3 separate regions of the Mus musculus genome follow, and regions 1 and 2 are each linked to region 3. A link is a contact called in public HiChIP or PLAC-seq and promoter capture Hi-C data. All regions are on one chromosome and are shown on one strand. The core of a region is the stretch at or near the end of the contact, and the rest is flanking DNA. Distances in the headings are between cores, read along the strand shown.

What was found. Promoter capture Hi-C pulls out the DNA fragments that hold promoters and counts their contacts. HiChIP or PLAC-seq counts read pairs in DNA pulled down with a chosen protein or histone mark.
Region 1: a promoter capture Hi-C map of hippocampal neurons shows a contact between it and region 3, with 5 times the contacts expected there. The contact joins the enhancer-like site here to the promoter of Twistnb in region 3. A contact is called at or near these places in 5 of 39 promoter capture datasets (the 3T3-L1 cell line, the C10 cell line, cranial neural crest and 2 more) and 1 of 115 datasets of contacts at active chromatin or transcription factors (stem cell-derived neural progenitor cells).
Region 2: an H3K27ac HiChIP or PLAC-seq map of the NIH/3T3 cell line shows a contact between it and region 3, with 6 times the contacts expected there. The contact joins the enhancer-like site here to the promoter of Twistnb in region 3. A contact is called at or near these places in 7 of 39 promoter capture datasets (the 3T3-L1 cell line, the C10 cell line, cranial neural crest and 3 more) and 3 of 115 datasets of contacts at active chromatin or transcription factors (the NIH/3T3 cell line, astrocytes and microglia).

Annotation. Positions count from the first base shown.
Region 1 is chr12:34,548,848-34,552,077 of GRCm38.p6, forward strand. The region is part of intron 3 of Hdac9 (histone deacetylase 9); the gene reads right to left. Among named protein-coding and RNA genes, the nearest start is that of Gm46347, 240 kb to the right of the region's middle. Within about 2 kb of position 1,679, at least 16 of the 459 cell types and tissues checked have an H3K27ac peak or open chromatin away from gene starts, as enhancers often do. A contact at or near this core is called in hippocampal neurons, where this site is marked.
Region 2 is chr12:34,497,783-34,501,364 of GRCm38.p6, forward strand. All of the region lies in intron 4 of Hdac9 (histone deacetylase 9), which reads right to left. Among named protein-coding and RNA genes, the nearest start is that of Gm51984, 280 kb to the left of the region's middle. Within about 2 kb of position 1,284, at least 67 of the 459 cell types and tissues checked have an H3K27ac peak or open chromatin away from gene starts, as enhancers often do. A contact at or near this core is called in the NIH/3T3 cell line, astrocytes, hippocampal neurons and 2 more, where this site is marked.
Region 3 is chr12:33,427,969-33,431,203 of GRCm38.p6, forward strand. It overlaps Twistnb (twist basic helix-loop-helix transcription factor 1 neighbor), which reads left to right and starts at 1,656. Exons shown (of 4, transcript NM_172253.2): 1 at 1,656-1,940. The coding sequence starts at 1,687.

The sequences.
Region 1 (3,230 bases), core at 429-2,928, 1.1 Mb after region 3:
CTAATTGGCATGATACATGTGTTGTCCTGGAACTGAACTCAAATAATATAATTTAGCTCTATAAATATTGCTTTTCTGGGTATGAAGACAAACTTGGATACAGTACTTAAATGATCACTAAAATGCATTTTAAAAAAAAATTTCTGTGTGGTCATATAATGAAAAACAAAACAGAACAAATATCATTGTTCAGATGCATGGGGCAGCACATGGGAGATGAGGAAAACATGGGAGTGGGCTTCCAAATTGAACTTTATTGCGTGCCTGCCATTTGCTTTTCTTCTCAGGGCTTCCTTACTCTCAAATACTAACCAATGAGTAAGCAGTTGATTTGCCATTGAGAAGTGCAACAAAGTTTGGAAATGTCAACAGAGTTCCCCATTTGAGGATATCTGTGGTAGCCACGTAACATCAGAGTCTGGACACATATTTATCAGCTATCTTAGCCTTCTGCTACTGAACTTCCAAAGTATCTAACGAACAAGCATGGCTGTGCATCGTGGTTACATCAATGTTCTTCTATTTCTAATCTGCATTGACTGCTCAGAGGTCATGAAGACGTGGCCCCGTAGAGCGATACTCTTCATGCCTCTGGGATTTGGTTTGACTCAGTCATTCTAGGAATTGCTGATTTCAATTGTTCAAGGCAATGCCACCTTACAGGGAATAAATGAATCTTTAGTCATGATTTCCAATACCATAATATTGCTGAAACATCACATCTCCCATTTTGACAAAGATAAAATAGGCACGATTTGAATGTTGTTCGGCATTCACCCTGTTAAAAATCACTTTGAGGTTTGCCAGTGAAACAGTAAGAGCTCTGAAGATGGAACTTCCTTCATATGTCATGAAGGCTCTTTTGTCCTGAGAGAATGGATGTTGTTACTAGGGCAGTAGGTAAGCCATCATGAGAATGTCTTCCTGATAATAATGGTGAGTTCATCCTGATGATAGCCTCAGTCTTGATTGCCATTTAATGACACAGGACAAAGGTGTTGGGCGCCAGTATTTTGCTCTTAGACTTAGGCTCTGGAGTTGTAAGTCAAATAAACATTTACATTTTGCAAATTATCCAATATTCAATGTTGTGTTATAAGAGCAGAAGGCATACATATGAAGATAACATGCAAAATAAAAATTCAAAAGTTCAGTCCTCTACTGGAAAGAAATCTTGGTTCTAACAAGAGGTTGGTTTTTTTTTTTTTTTTTTTTACTTGTAAATACATAATTAGGTTTCAAGGGAAAGCATCTAAGCTTGGCCATAGAAAAATACACAGAAAAAATGGACCCAAATAATTGCCATTGTGCCATAGAACATAGTAAATATGTCATTTTAATCGTAAGATCACACAGAGCTACATGGTTATCAGTAAATAACACTAAAATTGCTCTGGGATGCTCTGGAATATGAGCTTCCTCAGTGGATTTTGCTGATATTTGGCTGTTTATAACTGACTTTCACAGAAGCTACAGCCTAATAGTCCTTCTAAAAGAAAATCCCCCCGCAGCGAACAAAGTGCTTTTGTGCTGCTGGTAAAACATGACTCCACTAAGGCAATTAGCTGTTTTAAAAATAAACTAATTCATTTTGTAGATGTGAGGTATAATTATGCAGCTGCGTGGACTGCGGAGGCTTGGCGACTGGCTGGAGTGGTAGTGAAATTAGAAGGAAGTGGAAGGCATCTCCGTGCCAGATCACTGATTCACTGTCCTGACACCACGTTCACAGTGCTTGGGGCTACAGAACGAGCCTGTTTCCTTAACAATAAATGTTTGATAACGAGAGCTGGATATCTTTAGGGACAGAGAAGATAGATAAACAACAGCAACAGCAACAGCAAAGCACATATGCACAGTCTTGTTTCGAAGAATTTCTCTGTATCCTGTTCTTTGAAATACTTAGAATAATACTAAAGAAATAGAACCTGCGGATTTGAGAGAGCAATAGGTTATGTTGGAAAGGTCTGGGAAGGACAGGAAAGAGAAAGATTATGTAATTCTACTTTGATCTCAAAAAGTTTAAAGACAACTAAAATATTTTCAGAAATATGTGACTCTACAAAATCATATACATTCATCCCAGAGATAAGCAAATCTCACTAGGGTATTTTGAGTTGTGGCACTCTGGATAGATGAGTCTATCTGAATGGTCAGAAAACTGGATGCAATGGAACACTTCTATTTTCTGAGATTTTAGCTAAAGCACTAACCTCTTTGTTTATCAGGCCTGGCCATTAGAACTACCAGAACTCTCCCTGAGCCCCACCAGTCTTATGTGGTTTCTGAGAACTGAAGAACACACAGACATAAGTCCCATGCCCGATAATGAAGCATTTTAAACTGTGAGTCCATGGTGACTGTCTTCAGACATAAAATATAGCCCCAGGGAGGGAAGAGGGCAGTGCCCAAACCATGTCTTCCAGGCATCTCTTTCCTCCCCTCTCCTTCTTCCTCATTCCTTCCCTCCATATTCCTTCCATTCTTCCATCCTTGTTCTCTCTTCCTTCTCTCTCTTCCCCACCTTTTCCTCCTCTATCCACAACCCTTTCCAGTCTCTCTGCCTTTTCTCCTGAGGGGTTTCTTAATTACTTTTCTCCTCTATATATTCCAGACTGTTTCTATAGGTAGTTTTAAAATTCAGTGTTATTGTGCCTTTGACTTTCAAGATTTTACCACTGCATTTATTAAGAAAAAGTCTCCTAATATCCTGAAAACAAAGAATATGAATTCCAATTTCAGATAAACACATAAAATAATCATTATCTGTCTCAAACATGCTTTTATATTGTCTAAGAATGTTAAGGTTTATTAAAATGTGGTAATGAATTTGCTCTATTCCCCAAAGAGAGAAATGATAGTTCTAAGATAATAAGATATACAAATAAGGGAATATTTTAAAATAAATTGATTTTAAAAGCTTTTTGTGCATTAAAAGTCAGATATGAACTTTGTGGCTACCATTTAATTTCTTTAAGACTCTGATTTCTCCAGCTGATGAAGAATACCCTGCAGGTTATGTAGGCATGAGTCTCCCAGGGAGAAAGGGAAGCCGTAGGAGCAGATATAGAATAGCTATAGAAATATAGAAAATCAGAAGGCAGTCTCCTTTAGATGGTAAAGGATTTTGTTACCTAATTTAAAGCATGAATGACTCAATGGTAGTACAAAAAACCTACATCTAACCATTAAAGTTCTGCTACATCTAGCCTTTAATGCTTTGCTACGAT
Region 2 (3,582 bases), core at 34-2,533, 1.1 Mb after region 3:
ACTTCTGAATGGCCCCAAGTGGGTTTTTTTGTACTTGGCACTACCAACACAGCCATTCACAGGGAGGCAGTCTCTCTATAAATGAACAGATTCCCACACGTAGGCTGTAATATATGCATAACACATTTTCTCGCGGTGTTAATTTTGGTCTAACATCCTCCTGATGGTCTTGATTACCTTGGAGACTTACATCCTGCCTTCTGTGTATATGTGGTTGTTAGTCACTTCTACCAAGTTGTCTCACCACCACTTCTCAAGAACTATAACACAAGATACAATGTTTCAATAACTGATTTTTTTTTTCAACAAATGTTCACTGGAGCGCCTGTTTCACCACACTGTGCTGAGGGTTAGTCCAATTTAACTCTCATGTAAAAACAGACAAACTCTATAAAGATCCAACTAGCTTTATATTAAACATAACCAGGACCATTTCAAAATGTTAGTTTCATTGAATAATTTCTTAGTTTACAAGTAAAATGTGATTATCTTAAAAAAGATCACCTCCAATTGCTTCATTCTCTCTGTCTTAATAATTGGGCATCCTAGGTCACATTTCTATGACTGCCATTCAAACAGTACATGAATCATTAAGTATCCCGAGAATGTAACAAATAAATGGAAAGCTAGCAGAGGGAGAAACGCCATTTGGGATCACACATGGACGCTGAAACATGATAGACACTAATAATTTTTAATTGGGATCATCAGAGGCTCTCTCAACTTTGCCTACTTTATTCATGGTGTGCTAATCAAACGGAGGCTGGGCACGGATTCTCGGTAAATGGTCGATGCTGTGACAAATATCCAGGCATCTGGTTATGTCAGATATCTCCCTTGGGGAATTAAAATGAAACAAGAAGTGTTTTTGTTCTTAAAAATCTGTACTCTGCTAGATACGATCCAAAAAGGACTTAAACATCTCATCTAACTTTTACAATGCTATGTTTCCAGAAGGAAATTATATTACATTTGTCCATTCAAAATGCAAAAAGCAAGACATCCAAGAAAGAGATTTGCAGCAGAGTGAGATTTAAAAGACACATTTTCCCCCTCCATTACTGGAGATAGCAAGCACTTTAAAAGCCTGTTCTTTCATAATTGGATTCCAGATCATTATTTTTTTGGCCAAAACGAAAGGTTTTCTGCATTCTTAAAATAATTAGGCAAGATTTCAAATCAAATTATCCAATTTCAAAGCTCTATTTTTCCTCTCTAAAACTCCCGTTAGAGGCCTGCAGTGACTAAGCTGTGTGTCACTCTCCTGGCTTTATTAGGAGAATGTTCTGAGTCCTTCACTTTCTATGTAATCAGAACTATAATTTCTTCAGGTTATTTTAAGAACTGGCTATGGCTAAAGCAGGAAACTCAATTTTATTCTGAGCTCTAGACATGTCGACACAGCAGCGCAAGGCTCCAGCTTCCTCGGCTATCTTCTTTCAGAAACCCTCTTGCCTCGGGTCAGAGAGAGGCTGTAGGCTAGTTGCAGCCCATTCTGCATATCCAGTTAACTCTCTCCAAGATATGAAGATAGTGGGGTTGCTCTTGTGGAGAGTGTGTGTGGGCATGTCATTACTCTCCAAATGAGGAGCTCATTTACCAGAGAGCACTGTCCTTGCTAACTTCCACTTGAAAGCGATATTCAACAGAAGGACATTTGAAAAAGCCCAGGTGCTAGAACCATTTGATTAAAAGAAAAATAAAAAAGCAGAACAGAAAGCTCTAAGTGCATATGTCTGCTTATTTCATCATCCGCCCTTAGAATTTTGTGACTTAATTAACCAGTTCTACTTAAACAAGCTGGTTGCCTCTAATTATGCTGATTTCCCCCGTGCTTCAATGTAATATTAACAGTGAGTTCTGAAAGCAACAGGCAATTTATTATTTTTTTTTCTGTACTTGGGAACTACAGTAAAGTTATCTGCCAAAGGTGAGTTTTAGAATTACGATAATAATAAAGCATCAGTACCTTTAGTAGTGTGATATCTATCCAAAAGGCCCAGATAGATATGTCTCCCTTAATGGTGAAGTTAATGGTTATGAACATTGCTTATTAATCTTAATGACCAGCATTGCAGAGTATGGCTTTTGGAACCTGTGTCTCTAGTACCAATACTTATATTACTTTTCTACCACTCCGCATAACACGTAAGATAAAGGTGGTGGTATACAAATTCTTGTGCACTCTTGCAAGTATGCCTGCATAGCAATTAGACAGAACCACTGGGCTACCTCCTGCATTTTGATAGTACCTCCAACTTTTATTCCTCCAAAGTGTCTCCATCATGATCTTTCCCTGATGGAAAAGTTGCCCTCCCATACAAGCTAAACTGGGCAGAGTTTGATGCTATTTTATGTCACTAATGTAATAAAAAGGACACCTCACTCATTCGTGTAATTCCCAGAGCCCGATTGTTTACTCCTGGCCTTAGTCTCCTCTTTGTCCTTTCGCAGCTTTGAGCACTTTTTTTTATTTTTAATCTAGGTCACCAGTACTTCTCACACCCATGCCTCACAGATATGCTAACTTCATGAGCATTTCTTGTCAGTCAGGTAGTAGAAAATAGAAGCAGGTTTTTCCATTTGATTTCTGGCTTACAAAGCCAAACAAACCATTATCCTTTTCCCAGTTTCTTTATATGGAATTACACTAGCCCAGGGCTTTGCTAAAGAGGGTTGTGATAATCAATTCATAAGTCTGTTAGAAGAAAGAGAAATACTTTCTTAAGGCATAATATCCAAACTTGTTTTTCATTGAGCACATTTTAAAAATTTGTAATGATGTGTTTTTTTTTATTTTAGTATTTTAGTGGTAGTTTTGATTTAGCCTTTGCAAGTCTCTCTCTCTCTCTCTCTCTCTGTCTCTGTTTCTCTCTGTGTGTCTCTGTCTCTCTGTCTCCCTCTCTCTATCACACACACAAACACACACACACACTGTAATTTGATCACATTTACCCCACCACCACCAATTCAGTTAAGACACTACCCCAGCATATCGCCTCTCAACTATATCCTCTTCACTTTTAGTTATTTTGTTTTATATCCTACTGATCCTAATTAGTGTTGTCCTTGTAAACATGGGTATGGGACCATCCATGGGCAACCTATCAGAACCCACATCCTCAATGAAAAATGGCTCCTCCTCCCCCCCCCCCCCCCAGAAGCTATCAGCTGCTAGTAATTCCTCAGATTGTCATGGACTCTTTGTGGGTATCTTGCCTAACCATGCTGCAGTTTTAACTGGCTTAATCTTACACAGTTTTTGTAAATGTATATTTGGTGATTGTGATTTCATGTGTGTGAGTAAAGCCAGCATGCCATATTTGGATACAGTATTTCATAGTGCTGCTCCTTATCTTCTGGTTCATACACCTTTTTCTGTCTCTTCCTCTATAATGTCTCCTCAACTGTGAGGTTGAAATCTCCCATTGAGAGAAGACAACTCACTGTCACTTGTATTCAACATTTCACTGGCTATAATGATCTCCATTGAATATTGTCCACTGTAAAAGAAGCTCTTTGAGCAAGGCTGAGAGTGGCACAGATCTTGGGTCAGCTCTGGCTTTCTGCTTGGATTTGAAG
Region 3 (3,235 bases), core at 406-2,905:
CCAGGTCACACAGTCATTATGTGGGCCAGGTCACACAGTCATTAGACAGCCAGCATTCTGGTGTTCCTCATTGGAAGGTCTCAACTGTGTGCTCTGAGTATAAAATATTGACCCAAAGCTAACTTAAAAAAATTAAACTAGAGGGAGCCACCACAACTCTTAGACAGGTGGGCCATCCTGTGGCTACAGGGTCCAGTCATCACAGGGTATTTTCATGGCTCCAAAGTTTGGGTTAAAACCCTCTTGTCTGGAAATTCTAGGGTTGGTGTGGAAGTCAGAGCTGTTTTTAAGGCCTCAAATGCCTTTTGTTTAGTATTAGTCCAGATTAGGGGCTTAGTATCTGCTTTGTGCTAGTCTATAGACAGGCCTTGCTATTTCCATAAACTCTGATATTCAGAGCCAGCAATATACAGCTGTCTTAGTCTTTGGCATTGGAATCTGAAGGATGGTAACAATGCTATTCTGCGGTGGGCTCCTCTTGCTTCCCTTCATCAGGTAGCCAAGGTAGGTAGTTTTTTATGAAGCTGGGCTTTTTAAACCAACATTTTGCAGCCCAAGATGTGCACAGTTCCTGCACCCAAGGCTTAGAGATCATAGTTGAAGAAGGTGGAGGGTTGTAAGAGCTAGAGGAACAGTTTGGGTTGTTAGGACATCACGGTCCAAATGAAGGTTTCTTTTTTATCCCTTGGGCAATACAAACCCTTGTGCTGATATGGTTGATGTCTGGGTATACAAAAGAAGGTCAAAGCTGGTAGCTGGGCTTAGCCATTTGAAAAACATGTCACAACACTCTCACTGTGATATAGCAGAAGGCAGAGGGACCCTAGATTGGAGAGGTATGGTGTTAGCAGTTCAGATGTTGCCTTTGCAATTTGTGGCCTGCTGCGGTGTATGATTGGGTTCAGCAGTGAAAATCTCCACGAATGTTTCTGATTCCTTATTGAACAGCTCAGGCGCATAACAATGTATCAGGCCTCATTGCAGCTGGAACCGGGCACTCCTATCAATAGCCATGCTGAATCCAATAAAGACAATACTCAGTTGGGAGTAGTGGCTCGTGCTTTTTATCCCAGCTCTCTTGTGGCAGAGGCAGGCAAATATCTAAATGTTAGAACCAAACCAGCTTGGTCTACATAGCGAGTTTCAAGTCACCCAAGGCTACATGGAGAGATACTGTCTAAAAACAAAACAAAAACAGAAAACCAAAAGAATTAAAACAAAACAAAACAAAACAAAACAAAAGCTCAAACCATTAATTCACTAGGCCTTGACCCAGTATTGAAAGAAACTGGGAGCTTAAAAAACAAAACAAAACAAAACAAGCTATTTTGGGCCTCTGCCTTTTTATACTTAGGTGCCCAGATCAATAAATTCAATAAATTCAAGCTTCGCTCCATAACTGAGCATACTTTGAAGTGATGAACATCTGCCTATAGATATCAGAGAACCGCCTCTGGATATCACACATGCTCTATAGGTACACGGCCTCAGAGGTTTATCTGGACTCGGGAAAGAGCAGCAGCCCTCTGCTGGTCAAACCTCTATAATGCAGCTTTAGAAGATTAAAAATCCCCAGGCCGCGGTCGGTCGCCTTTTGATGATGTCAGCCATCATCAACACTCAGAGGTGAGGCGGGAGGAATGCTTGCGTCATCCGTGCGCGCCCCGAAGCACCCAGCCAAGCCTCATGGCTGCGGGATCTGTGGAGTCTCAGCGGTCCCAGGCGGCCTCCGAGAGGCCCGTGGCGGGTCAGGCCGGGGTCCTGCCTTGCCTGGAGTTGCCGAGCTACGCGGCGGCGTGCGCGCTGGTGGGCAGCCGCTATTCGTGCTTGGTGGCTGCCCCGCACCGCAGGCACATCGCCCTGTCGCCCCGCTACCTGAGCAGGAAGCGCACGGGCATCCGCGAGCAGCTGGACGCCGAGCTCCTGCGCTACTCCGAGAGGTAAGATGTCGCCGCGTCCTCCCGGGAGCCCCGTCTCTGCTGGCCAACGGGCCCTCAGCTCCGTAACCCCACGGCGCCGCGGAAGTAAAGTCGCACGAGCTTCGTGAACCTTAGCCCCGGCGTCTACCGTCGCCTTCGGCGCCGCTGGCCTGGATGCAGTGGCCCGGTTCCTGGGGATGAAACTGGCTGGTGTGGTGTGAGTGGCGGCTGCTGCAGTGCTAAAAGCACTCCCCGTGTGGAGACTAGAGGTGCCCGGTGTCTAGAAACCCACCAGGCTGAGCTTTGGGTATTAAACGTTTCGTTTAATCACTTCCGGGTGTGTTCTCACCTAATAATGAAAATTTGCTGTCAGTATTATTCTCCTAATGTGGAAGCCGGTTCATTGCAAAACATAGGCAGGTTTGTTTGTAATTTCATTGTTCCCCGTCCCCCCGGGGGGCGCTAATTGGGGATGAACGACGAGCCTAATTTTTTGTAGGAATAGAAAGTTCACACACACACACACACACACACACACACACACACACACACCAGTGCATTTATATTAAGCACTAGTAAGAATACCTTGAAAAAGAAAATCTCAGAATTTCAATGGGAAATGATATGCCATAACACTTCACAACTAATTTGGCGGGAATGGGGGCAAGGTTCAGAGATACCTGAGATGACATCGATGTCTTTAGTAATTCAATGACACTTCAGAAATTGCAGGGATTGTTTTGGGGCAAATTATCCAAAGCAGTTACCACTCTCGAGGACTTTGGCAGTCAGCCCCATTAACCATCCAAGGTGGTCACTAAGCATGGAAACATAGTTATGTTAAGTAGTCTAACCAGCTTTTCATTCATTGGGGAAAAGTTATTTAAAGATGCATAATAGGAGCCACACTACAGACGAGAATCGGATCATTTCTGTAACAGAATTGGATAATGCAGCCATGTAGAATAGAATACACTGTTTAATTGAGCTGGACACCTCTCCTTGTTACTGTGCTAAAGGTATGCTAAAAGAAGCCTATTTTTTCCAATGCAAATTAGGTTTCAGTATTACTTGAGTATTAGTTAAGAGTAATAAAAAGTCAATAAAACATTGAAAATATTGGGAATTGTATTGTCATATTAATTGTCCTGTATTATTTGTACCATTTATCCTGTATAGTTTATGTTTTTAGGCTTGTGGGCAATACTGAAGGAAGCATCAGTAGGTCTGTCTTCTTTTTGTTTAAATAATAATAATAATAAAAAATAGAATTGAGACTGCAGTGTTAATGCTAAGTCTTCTCGGAAGCATTTCCT